2 separate regions of the Sus scrofa genome follow, and region 1 is linked to region 2. Evidence: chromatin contacts called from public HiChIP or PLAC-seq data. All regions are on one chromosome and are shown on one strand. The core of a region is the stretch at or near the end of the contact, and the rest is flanking DNA. Distances in the headings are between cores, read along the strand shown. Region 1 overlaps ANK3 (ankyrin-3). Region 2 overlaps ANK3 (ankyrin-3).

The links. HiChIP or PLAC-seq counts read pairs in DNA pulled down with a chosen protein or histone mark.
Region 1: an H3K27ac HiChIP or PLAC-seq map of skeletal muscle shows a contact between it and region 2. The contact joins two enhancer-like sites. A contact is called at or near these places in 3 of 47 Hi-C or Micro-C datasets (fetal heart ventricle, heart right ventricle and skeletal muscle) and 1 of 2 datasets of contacts at active chromatin or transcription factors (skeletal muscle).

The regions. Positions count from the first base shown.
Region 1 is chr14:63,704,391-63,709,824 of Sscrofa11.1, reverse strand. All of the region lies in intron 1 of ANK3 (ankyrin-3), which reads left to right. Among named protein-coding and RNA genes, the nearest start is that of ANK3, 100 kb to the left of the region's middle. Within about 2 kb of position 3,029, at least 8 of the 83 cell types and tissues checked have an H3K27ac peak or open chromatin away from gene starts, as enhancers often do. A contact at or near this core is called in skeletal muscle, where this site is marked.
Region 2 is chr14:63,622,220-63,627,326 of Sscrofa11.1, reverse strand. ANK3 (ankyrin-3) reads left to right here. Exons shown (of 47, transcript XM_005671012.3): 8 at 2,021-2,119. Among named protein-coding and RNA genes, the nearest start is that of ANK3, 180 kb to the left of the region's middle. Within about 2 kb of position 1,481, at least 25 of the 83 cell types and tissues checked have an H3K27ac peak or open chromatin away from gene starts, as enhancers often do. A contact at or near this core is called in skeletal muscle, where this site is marked.

The DNA of each region.
Region 1 (5,434 bases), core at 1,780-4,279, 81 kb before region 2:
GGTTAACGAATCCAACTATGAAACATGAGGTTGCGGGTTCGATCCCTGGTCCCACGGGTTAAGGATCTGGCGTTGCTGTGAGCTGTGGTGTAGGTTACAGACGCGGCTCGGATCCTGCGTTGCTGTGGCCGTGGTGTAGGTTGGCGGCTACAGCTCTGATTCAACCCCTAGCCTGGGAACCTCCATATGCCACAGGTACGGCCCTAGAAAAGACAAAAAGACAAAATAAATAAATAAATAAAGTCAAGGAATGAAGAAAAGAGGAGGTCAGACTGCAGGGAGTTCTGAGGGCAGAGGCGGGAAGCTGTCACTCAACAGATAAAGGCGTGCATAGCCCAGCAGAAACGTGGGTTCAGACTTGCCAGATCCTTGCTTTTTTTGTTTTGTTTTAGACAGAAACGCTAGATTTTGATTTGAAATCTCTCAGTGTGTAAGTGTTGACAACTGAAAATATTTTATTACAACACAGAATCCAAGAAAATATGCATTTGCCGTTTGCTATCAGTATGTGACCTTCCGTTTAGAATCACTTTAGAATTGGTCCCGGCTGCCTTCTAGCTGGTGTTTTTGGCAAGTTACCTGATGTCTCTGAACTTTAGTTTCTCTTTCACAACTGTAGTGAGAAATACTGCTTCACAGTGTAGCAATGAGCACTTAAAGAACATACATAAGAAATTAATACAGTGCCTAGCCTGCAGAGTACTTAATAACTGTTAAATAATAATGATGATGGCTATGATTATATTATGATTAAATTAAGCATAGGAATTTCTGGTATGCCTAAGGACTCGACCTCCAAAAATGGCAATTTCATGTGGGCATTATATTATACAGTGTTGCTGTACACCTGAAACTAACACAGCACTGTAAATCAACTATACTCCAATAAAATGTTCTTTAAAAATATTATATAGGAGTTCCCGTCGTGGCGCAGTGGTTAATGAATCCGACTAGGAACCATGAGGTTGCAGGTTCAATCTCTGCTCTTGCTCAGTGGGTTAAGGATCCAGCGTTGCCGTGAGCTGTGGTGTAGGTTGCAGATGCCGCTCAGATCCCGCGTTGCTGTGGCTCTGGCGTAGGCTGGCAGCTACAGCTCCGATTAGACCCCTAGCCTGGGAACCTCCATATGCTGCAGGAGCGGTCCAAGAAATGGCAAAAAGACAAAAAAAATTAAAAAATATTATATAGTATAATTATAGTAGTAATTTTACTATTAATTTAAAATCCTACCCTGGATTTTAAATAATATTATCATTAATTAATAATATTATATTAATATTATTTTATCATTACTATTTTATTTTTGTCTTTTTAGGGCCACACCTGCGGCATATGGAAGTTCCCAGGCTAGGGGGTCAAGTCAGAGCTGTAGCTGCGGGCCTACACCACAGCAATGAGAGATCTGAGCCACATCTGTGACCTATACCACAGCTCATGGCAACACTGGTTCTTTAACCCACTGAGCAAGGCCAGGGATCAAACCCGTATCCTCATGGATACTAGTCAGGTTCATTAACCACTGAGCCATGATGGGAACTCTTATTTTATCATTACTATTAATATTAAGCTTACATACGCACTCACTAAATGTATAATTACAGGAAGTTCCCACTGTGGCTCAGGAGTAATGAACTTGACTAGTATCCATGAGGACATGGGTTAGATCCCTGGCCTTGCTCAGAGTGTTAAAGGATTCAGCATTGCCGTGAGCTGTGGTGTAGGTCACAGATGCCACTTGGATCCCGTTTTGCTGTGACTGTGGCATAGGCTGGCAGCTACAGCTCCGATTCAACCCCTAGCCTGGGAACTTCCATACACTGCGGGTGAGGCCCTAAAAAGACAAAAGATAATGTAAAATAAAATAAACACATACTTATGATCCCCCTTTTTTACTCCTTTTTTCCTTGGTGCTTATCCTATTGACCATATTCAAAAACTTATTTATTAAGTTTATGGCTTAGAGTCTGTCAGCCCCACCCGTGCTGGTATGTAAGCTTCAATAAAACAGAGATCTTTTCTGTTTTGTTCATTATCTTTCTCTGCCCACCCACCACAGCACCTAAAGGAGTGTCTGACACTTAGTAGACACTCTCTAAATAGGCAGTGAATGAAGGGACTTGCACACTGCCTTTGCAAAATTGAATGCAGTTGACTAGGGACCTTTTCCTTCAAGCCTTACAGGGTTGAGAAACCTATTGATTAGAACTTGTTTAAATAAATCATAAATGTATCATGCTGTATTTTTCTTTATGGCCACACCCAAGGTATATGGACGTTCCCAGACTCAATCCAAGCAACAGCTGCAGCAAGGTGGCATCTTTTAACTCACTGACCTCAGCTGGGGATTGAGCCCATGCCGCAGCGTGAAATCCTAGTGCTGTATTTTTAAAAAGATGAGCAATTTTATTTGTCCTCAGAAAGAAGGACATTAGGTTCTTAAGAGAATTCTCCTTGTCAGTACAGTATGCTTCCTCTTTGTGTGTGTGTGTGTGTGTGCGCGCGCGCATGCAGGCGCACATGTGTGCACACAGGCACACAAATGCATGCACACACTCAGACATATATTCAATAATAAAGGTAATAAAGACATTAAAAGTTTTAAAAGCCCAAGGCAGGACTCACTGGGTCCCAGAGACAGGAGAAAATGGTATTATTGTCTCCAGAAGGAATGTCAGAGGAGCCTGCATATGAGGAAAGTGCTGATAAGCAGAATGACAAAAGCTGGTTTCACGAGTGATTCCCAGCAGCCAGGGTACACTCCCGACTGATAGCCCTGCTATTTTTGGCATCCCCCCATCATGGCTCAATACACGCAGCTTGATTGGAAGCCACAAATATGGTCATTCTGTGGGGAATTCTGGGAGGCACAACTGTATTTGTAAGGACCAAGGCACCGTCCGGACTCCGTGTGCCTCCGCTCACCCCTCACCCCAAGAGTCAAGAAAATTCTGACCAGCTCTGGCCTCCTTACTGGGAGGTTGGGGAAACCTTTATGTTTCCCAAGGTGGATATTTTTAGACCTGGTGCTCTGTCCAAAGTGTTAACTAACTGAGTTATCAGGTTTCCTACTTGGCCACAGAGAATGGCAGTGGAAGAGGGAGAGGGCTCCCCAGAACAAGTAAGCATCTACAGTTTCCGAATGAAATGCATGTTCCTTATGGAAGTTCCGTTTGAGCCTGAATAGGGGTGCCTTTTACAAAATGTTTGTTGCCAGAAGGAAAGAAGCCAGTCAGTCTGCACTAGGGACTGCCTGAGTTCCCTGTGTGTAGGACAGTGGGCTGTCTTTCTTTCTGTTTTGCTCTGATCTGGATTCTAGGTACGTTTTGCCTCTGATGTAATTTGGGGTATGCTCAGCTCAGGTCAGTCTTAAGAGGATGCTTATTGAGATAAAAAAAAGATGGTGGGTGATTAGGGGTGCCGGAAGGGCCTAGCAGACCCAAGAATGTAAGAAGGTTTACATTTTCACCCTTTTCTAAGAGAAATCTGAGAGCTTTAAAACTCAGTCTTTTCTGTATTAATTACAAGGGGGGGATGGACTTTTACAGTTGAAGGAGAAAACATTATAGAGTTAAAATTTGGTTTTGAAACTCATGTAAATGGTAGACGGAGGATGTAACTGGGGGTGGAAAATGTAATTTTATTTTTGTTTTCATAGAATTGCACATAGATATAAATACATTATCTTCTTAATTTTAAATAATTCACATAGTAAGCCATTTTCCCTTAAGGGATGCTGTATGGAGAAAGGGGTTAATAATTTGGTGTATGTTTATAAAATTTTGATGTCTTTGATTCTTAGGGATTCACAAAAAACTGTTTAGATTATGGCAGACTTCAAGATTTCATGTGCTCTCTTGTTTCTACCTGTATCTCTTCAGTTAGTATCACTTTATGTAACTACAAGAACATGCATGTACTGTGAATAGAGGGGAGAAATATTTGCTTTTCATACAATATATTAAATTCTGAGCATAAGATGAGCATTTTGTATAAAATGATCATAATGACTAGAAGAAGATATAATAAAAATGAGTGCATTGTGCTAGATCTAACCTTAGGTAGGCAGACATGTTAATGGTTTTGAGAAAAGAACTGTCATTTCTCAGTGCCACAAAAAGCAATTTGGAGAATACTCTCACAACTTTGAACCTCATTTGAAGTGGATTCAGTTTTTGTTTTTGGTTTTATTTTTTTATTATTGTTGATTTACAATGTTCCGTCAAATTCTGCTGTACAGTAAGTGACCCAGTCACACGTATATATATGTATGTTCTTTTTCTCATGTTACCCTCTACCAAGAAGTGGATTCAGTTTTAACCTTGGTATTCCTAGAGGTAGTTTAATCTTTTAGCAGAGAATATTCTTTTATGACTTTTATGGAATGTTGCTATATTCTAGAGTAGACATTTATGAGATTTTAGTCTGAGTAAAACTTTGTAAACATTCTGTGTGCCTCCAAGAAAGACCTTTATAGATTCAACATTGACGATATACTAAAGATATAGATGTTGTTCATGAATTCCAGGCATCCATTGTAATTTACTGGTAATAAAGCATATTGGCAGGTGAGTTCTAAAAATCATGTTATATCACTCCCAAAATAATCAACTTACCCTTCAGAAATTATGAGCTATTTTGAAGGTTGAATGTTGGATATGCATTCTGTTCAATTAGTTGTAGAACTAAAAACTTTCTATATAATCATAATGACATTTGCTGATTACTTAATGAGACTTGGTTTTGAGAATACTAATTGCTGGGAGTTTTGAGCCAAGTGTAGATATAACAGATCATAAAGAATGTACCTGAAAAAACTTTGGCCTCTTATGAATTAATAAGTTAATCTAAAAAAAATCTGAGGTCCACAAGGAAAAGTTGAATAAAAGCAGACAATCTTGTTTCTGCCTCATGTCAGAATATATCAACTAAATACTGAAAGCATTTGATCCCAGCCCATATGTGCAACGTTTTCTGTTTTGGTGGGCCTGCTGTTTAAAAAACGTGTAATAAAATGACAGGCTGAATTTGAAATTATCCTGCCCTAAGCAGTTACTCTGTAAGGCTACTGACCCGATACAGATCACACAGAAGTCCCGTCACAATGGAGTAGCATGTACTATTGCTGTCCTGGGTTTAGTTGGACAGTGAATAAGAATTATTCATCTTCTGGTTTCAACTCTGACTTGAATGGAAGACTGAACAATTCATCTGCATGAGCTGAACTATGGATAAAATCCTGCAAAGAGGGTACAGTAATTACATTTTCACAAATGATCATTAATACCTCTTGCTACCTCTGTTTGGCTTGTGGTTTCTAGATTATTATTTAGAGATTTTCTACAGGATCGCTTAGTCTGTTTTGGGAGAAACTTCCAGTGATTTTTACAACTTGCTATTGGGAAACATTTGCAGTACAAACCTTCTAAAATGTGAA
Region 2 (5,107 bases), core at 232-2,731:
CCTGAAAAGCCAGAAATGTTTGATATCTGAATTTGGCTGATTGCATCCTCATGGCAGAAAAAGTATGCATACCGGTTGGTCTAGAGCTATTTAGTCCTGTCTACTCGCCACCAGCCTCACTAACACACATTTGTTTTGCTTGGATCTTTTTCTCCTTTCGCTTAATAAACTATTATTGAACTGAGTTGTACTTTGGCACCCAAGAATAATGAGACAAAAGTTGTTCAGATGCAAGAATGTGGTAATGTAGTCACTACTAAAAGTATCTAAGTAGAAAAGTTTATAGAAAATACGAAAAGAATGTGCTAACACTCCATGAGGGTGCAATCAGCCAAATCCAGAATGTAGCAAACTTTACATAATAAATTACCCAGTTTATTATTATTATTATTTTTTTAACAGCTGCTCCTGTGGCATATGGAAGTTCCTGGGCTGGGGACTAAATCTGAATGGCAGCTGAGGCCTACACCACAGCCACAGCAATGGGGGATCCAAGCCACATCTGCAACCTACACTGCAGCTTACAGCAATGCCAGATCCTAAACCCACTGAGCAAGACCAGGGATTGAACCTGTGTCCTCACAGAGACTATGTTGAGTTCTTAATCCACTGAACCACAACAGGAACTCCAAAACTTGATAGCTTTTATGTTGTATTTGCTGTCACATGACAAAAATGTAACCCCTTATAAGTGTTGTTCATTTATCATGTAATTGACTTTTGTGAACTGCAAGCCTTAAACTCATATTGTTACTACACAAGAATAGGGAGCTATTGTTTTGGCAGAAGGATGCCCAACATCTCCTGAGTTTGGAAGGACCGTGTAACTGAGGTCTTCACGACCCATAATATGTTAATATCTCCTTACGTCTCACATTTTGGGTTTCAAACCAGATGACACATTGAAATTGATCAATTCAACCAAAATTTAAGTATGTGTGTTTCTAAACATTGAATCAGGTTCTTGATTCTTTAGGAGCAGATAGATGTTCTCTTTGGCTAGTGGTTTAGCTTCCTTTTTCTGCTATACTGAAAAATTAATGTTTAAAGCAATCCACTTCTACTACATTACCAAAAAAAAAAAAAAAAAAGAATAAGGATGCAAAATAGAGAATGTTTTCATTCTATACATATATTTTCTTCACAGCCTGGAAAGAATCACAGCACCTGTAAGATACTTGGAGGAAAAAAAGGATGGTGTTGAAGGGACCATGATTGGAGTATCAGATTGTCCTGACAGTATGTCTGTTCCTCAGAAGTAGTTGGAAAAAAAAAATCATCACAGTCATTTTTTGTGAGATGCTAATAAATGCCTGTGAACATATTTTAGCCCAGCATGCATGGGAAGCCCTGTGACCATGTAGAGCAGTGACAAATTGCCCAGTTTGAGTTACTCTTGAATCTCTGTGACAGCTTATACTCAGATGACCCAGAGCAGGCTCTGAGTAACATGACACTCCTTTCACCAAGTCTCAGCTGACTCATCGGCCACTTAGGCAACCACGCAGTAGCCAGAGTGCATTAGACACATTTATAGGGAAACGCAGTGACTTAAAGGCACAGAATGTTAGGACAAAAACAATCACCATTTCGTCCATCAGTCAAGTGAAATAAAATTGGATCCTACCCCACAGAGTGTATCCCTTAACATTCATCCTTCTTTTGGATCTCCTCCTGAGTGAAAGTCCTAACACAGAGACATGCTGGGAAACATTCTGTTCACAATGGATTAAAAAAAAAAAAAAAAAAAAAAAAAAAAAAAAAAAAAAAGCCTGAGAACGTGTTGGGGAAGTTTTATGAAGCAGTGTTTCTGTTGAACTCAAGATAATAAAACTGAGTTCCCTGGTGGCTCAGCAGCTTAAGGACCTGCATTGTCATTGCTGTGGTTCAGGTCACTGCGGCGGCTAGGGTTCGATCCCTGGACTGGGAACTTCTGCATTCTGTGAACCTGGCTGAAAGAAAAAAAAGAGAGAGAGAGAGATAATAAAACTGTGCTTTTTTTTTTTTTGTTCTTCCACAGAATGACATCACTCCTTTACATGTTGCATCAAAAAGAGGAAATGCCAATATGGTGAAACTATTACTTGATCGAGGAGCTAAAATCGATGCCAAAACAAGGGTAAGGGTACAACTCATGAACGTGTTTACACTTCTTTTCAGGAAGCGGGAATAATTCTCCTGATACCTTTATTGCTGGTTCAGTCCTGGCTTTCTCTTTATTTCATTTCTGTAGTCTTTTCAAAAAGGGCTGCTCAGTTTATGTCTCTTAAAATGGGATAATGACCCATATTTAGAAGTCTTTAACAGACGTTTAAATCATTCCTGGCTTTCATTATAGAGACTAAGGCCTAGGTCTAGAGTTTTAGTCGAGTTAAAATTTTAAGCATGTAATCGCTCTTGATACTGCAGGCAGAGCTCTTGGGCCAGTTTGAGACGAAGGCTGGCAGTTGTTCTATTTAAAAACAAATTGGTCTCCCTTTGCCCACTGCTGGTAGGAATGTGAAATGCAACAACCACTATGAAAAACAGTCTGGAGGTTCCTCAAAAAACAAACTAGAACTAGCATATTTTCCATCAACTTTCCTTGAGGGTATACACCCCAAAGCACTGAAAGTATCTTGAAGCCAAGCTTGCACAACCATATTTATTGCAGCATTGTTCACAGTAGCCAAGAGGTGGAAGCGGCCCAAATATCCAGACAGATAAATGGATAAAGACGATGTGGGATATACATACAGCACAATATTAGTCAACCTTACAAGGAAATCCTGTCACATTCTACAACATGAATGAGTCTTGAAGACATTATGCCGAGTGAAAGAAGCCAGTCACAAAAGCACAAATACTGGATGATTCCAATAGATGAGGTATTTAGAGTGGACAAAATCATAGAAACAGCAGTAGAAAGGTGATTGTCTGGGAATCTGAGGACAGGAAAATGAGATAGAGTTTCAATTTTGCAAGATAAGGTTCTAGAGATGTTATGCAACAATGTGAAAATGTTACCACTACTGAGCAGTGTACTTATAGATGTGTGATTATGTGTTTTTTACCACAATGTAAAAAACTTTTTTCAACACGTATCAGTCTAGCTCAGTGTTTGACATGCTGCTTGTTCAGTGTGATCACTATGTCCGTGGGGCGGCGGCGAGGAGAAGTGAAACTTAGAATCAAGTTGGAATCCCAGAGGGTAAGATTAGCCAGTTGACTTAGGTCAGCTATGTACCTTTCTGCACATAATTTCTCTATCTGAAAATAAAGAAAATTAACGGCCACCTTGAAGGGTTGTTGCAATGAGCAAGCTAATGTTTGTAAACTGCGTTGGCATAAAGTAGACCAGATATAAAGTCTAGGAGTTCCCTTGTGGCACAGAGGGTTAAGGATCTGGTGTTGTCACTGCAGTGGCTTGGGTTGCTACTGGGTACAGGTTTAGTCCCTGGCCTGGGAACTTGTGAATGCTGCAGGCATGGCCAAGAACACTCTCAAACAACTGAGTGTGCACCATTCAGTCATTACTAGTAGAGGTACACCTCAGAGATATCACAGGTTCAGTTCCAGACCACCACAATAGAGAATATCACAACTAAGCTGGTTACATGAATTTTTTGGTTCCCCAGGTATATAAAAGTTAGGTTTACACTATACTGTAGTCTATTAAGCATGCAATAGCATTCTGTCTTTTAAAGTGTACATAATTTAATTTAAAAAATACTTGATTACTAAAAAATGCTATTTTGCAAGTCATATCTTTTTGCAATAGTAACATAGAATCACTGACCAGAGATCACCATAATAAGTATAATCATAATGAGAAAGTTTTAAGTGGTACAGGAATTACCAAAATGTGATGCAGAGACATAAAGTAAGCAAACACTGTCGGAAAAATGAAAAAATGGCCCCAATAGACTTCCCTGACAGGGTTTCCACAAACTTTCAATTTATAAAAAAAAATGCATTATGTGTGTATCCCCATTGTGGCTTGGTAGTGACAAGCCCAACTAATGTCCATGAGGACTTGGGTTCGATCCCTGGCCTCGCTCAGTGGGTTAAGGATCTGGCATTGCCATGAGCTGTGATGTAGGTCGAGGATGCAGCTCTGATCCCGTGTTGCTGTGGCCATGGTGTAGGCCGGCAGCTACAGCTCCAATTCAACCCCTAGCCTGGGAATTTCCCTATGCTACGGGTAGGGCTGTGAAAAAAAAAAAAAAAAAAAAGGCAGTATCTGCAATGAGCATAAAACAAAGCACAATAAAATGAGGTATGTCTGTGCAACTCTGAGCTCCAATTAACATTAAACTTCTACCTAGGGATTTTCCTTTTTTCTTTAGTATTTATTTTTCTGAAGTATAATTGACATATAACATTGTATTAGTCTGAGGTGTACAACATACTGATTTTATATTTGTGTATATTGTGAAATGGTCATCATAATAATTGTAGTTAATGGCTGTCACCACACATAGTTAACATTTTTTTTCCCTTGTGAGGAGAACTTTGAAGCATACTTCTCCCAGCAACTTTCAGCTACATAATACAGTGTTATTAACTATAGTCATTATACTGCACATGACATCCTCAGGGCTTATTTATTTTAGAACCGAAACTTGGTACCTTTTGACCATAAGCAGGGATTTTCTTTTTCAACATTCCACATAAGAGTGAGGATAACCAAATGTGGTCTCACCATAAACATCCTCCTATGTAAGTGTTTAAGGTCGTTTTCCCTGTTTTGTCTTTGTACAGCTTGCAATCCTGTGCTTCCCCTTTCCAGGAATCCTGATCTCCCTTTTTCTAAAACTGGCCTGGTACTTGATTCCTGTAGTTCCTTGATTCACTGCTGCATTTATCTATCTATCTATCTATCTATCTATCTATCTATCTATCTATCTATCTATCTATCCATCCATCTATCCATCTATTCTGGGGGGGGGTGCACTCACAGCATATGGAATTCCCAGGCTAGGGGTCAAATCGGAGCTGCAGCTGCCAGCCTACACCTCATCAGCGACCTACACCACAGCTCACGGCAACACTGGATACTTTAACCCACTGAGCAAGGCCAAGGATCGAACTGGAGTCCTCATGGATACTATGTGGGTTCGTTACC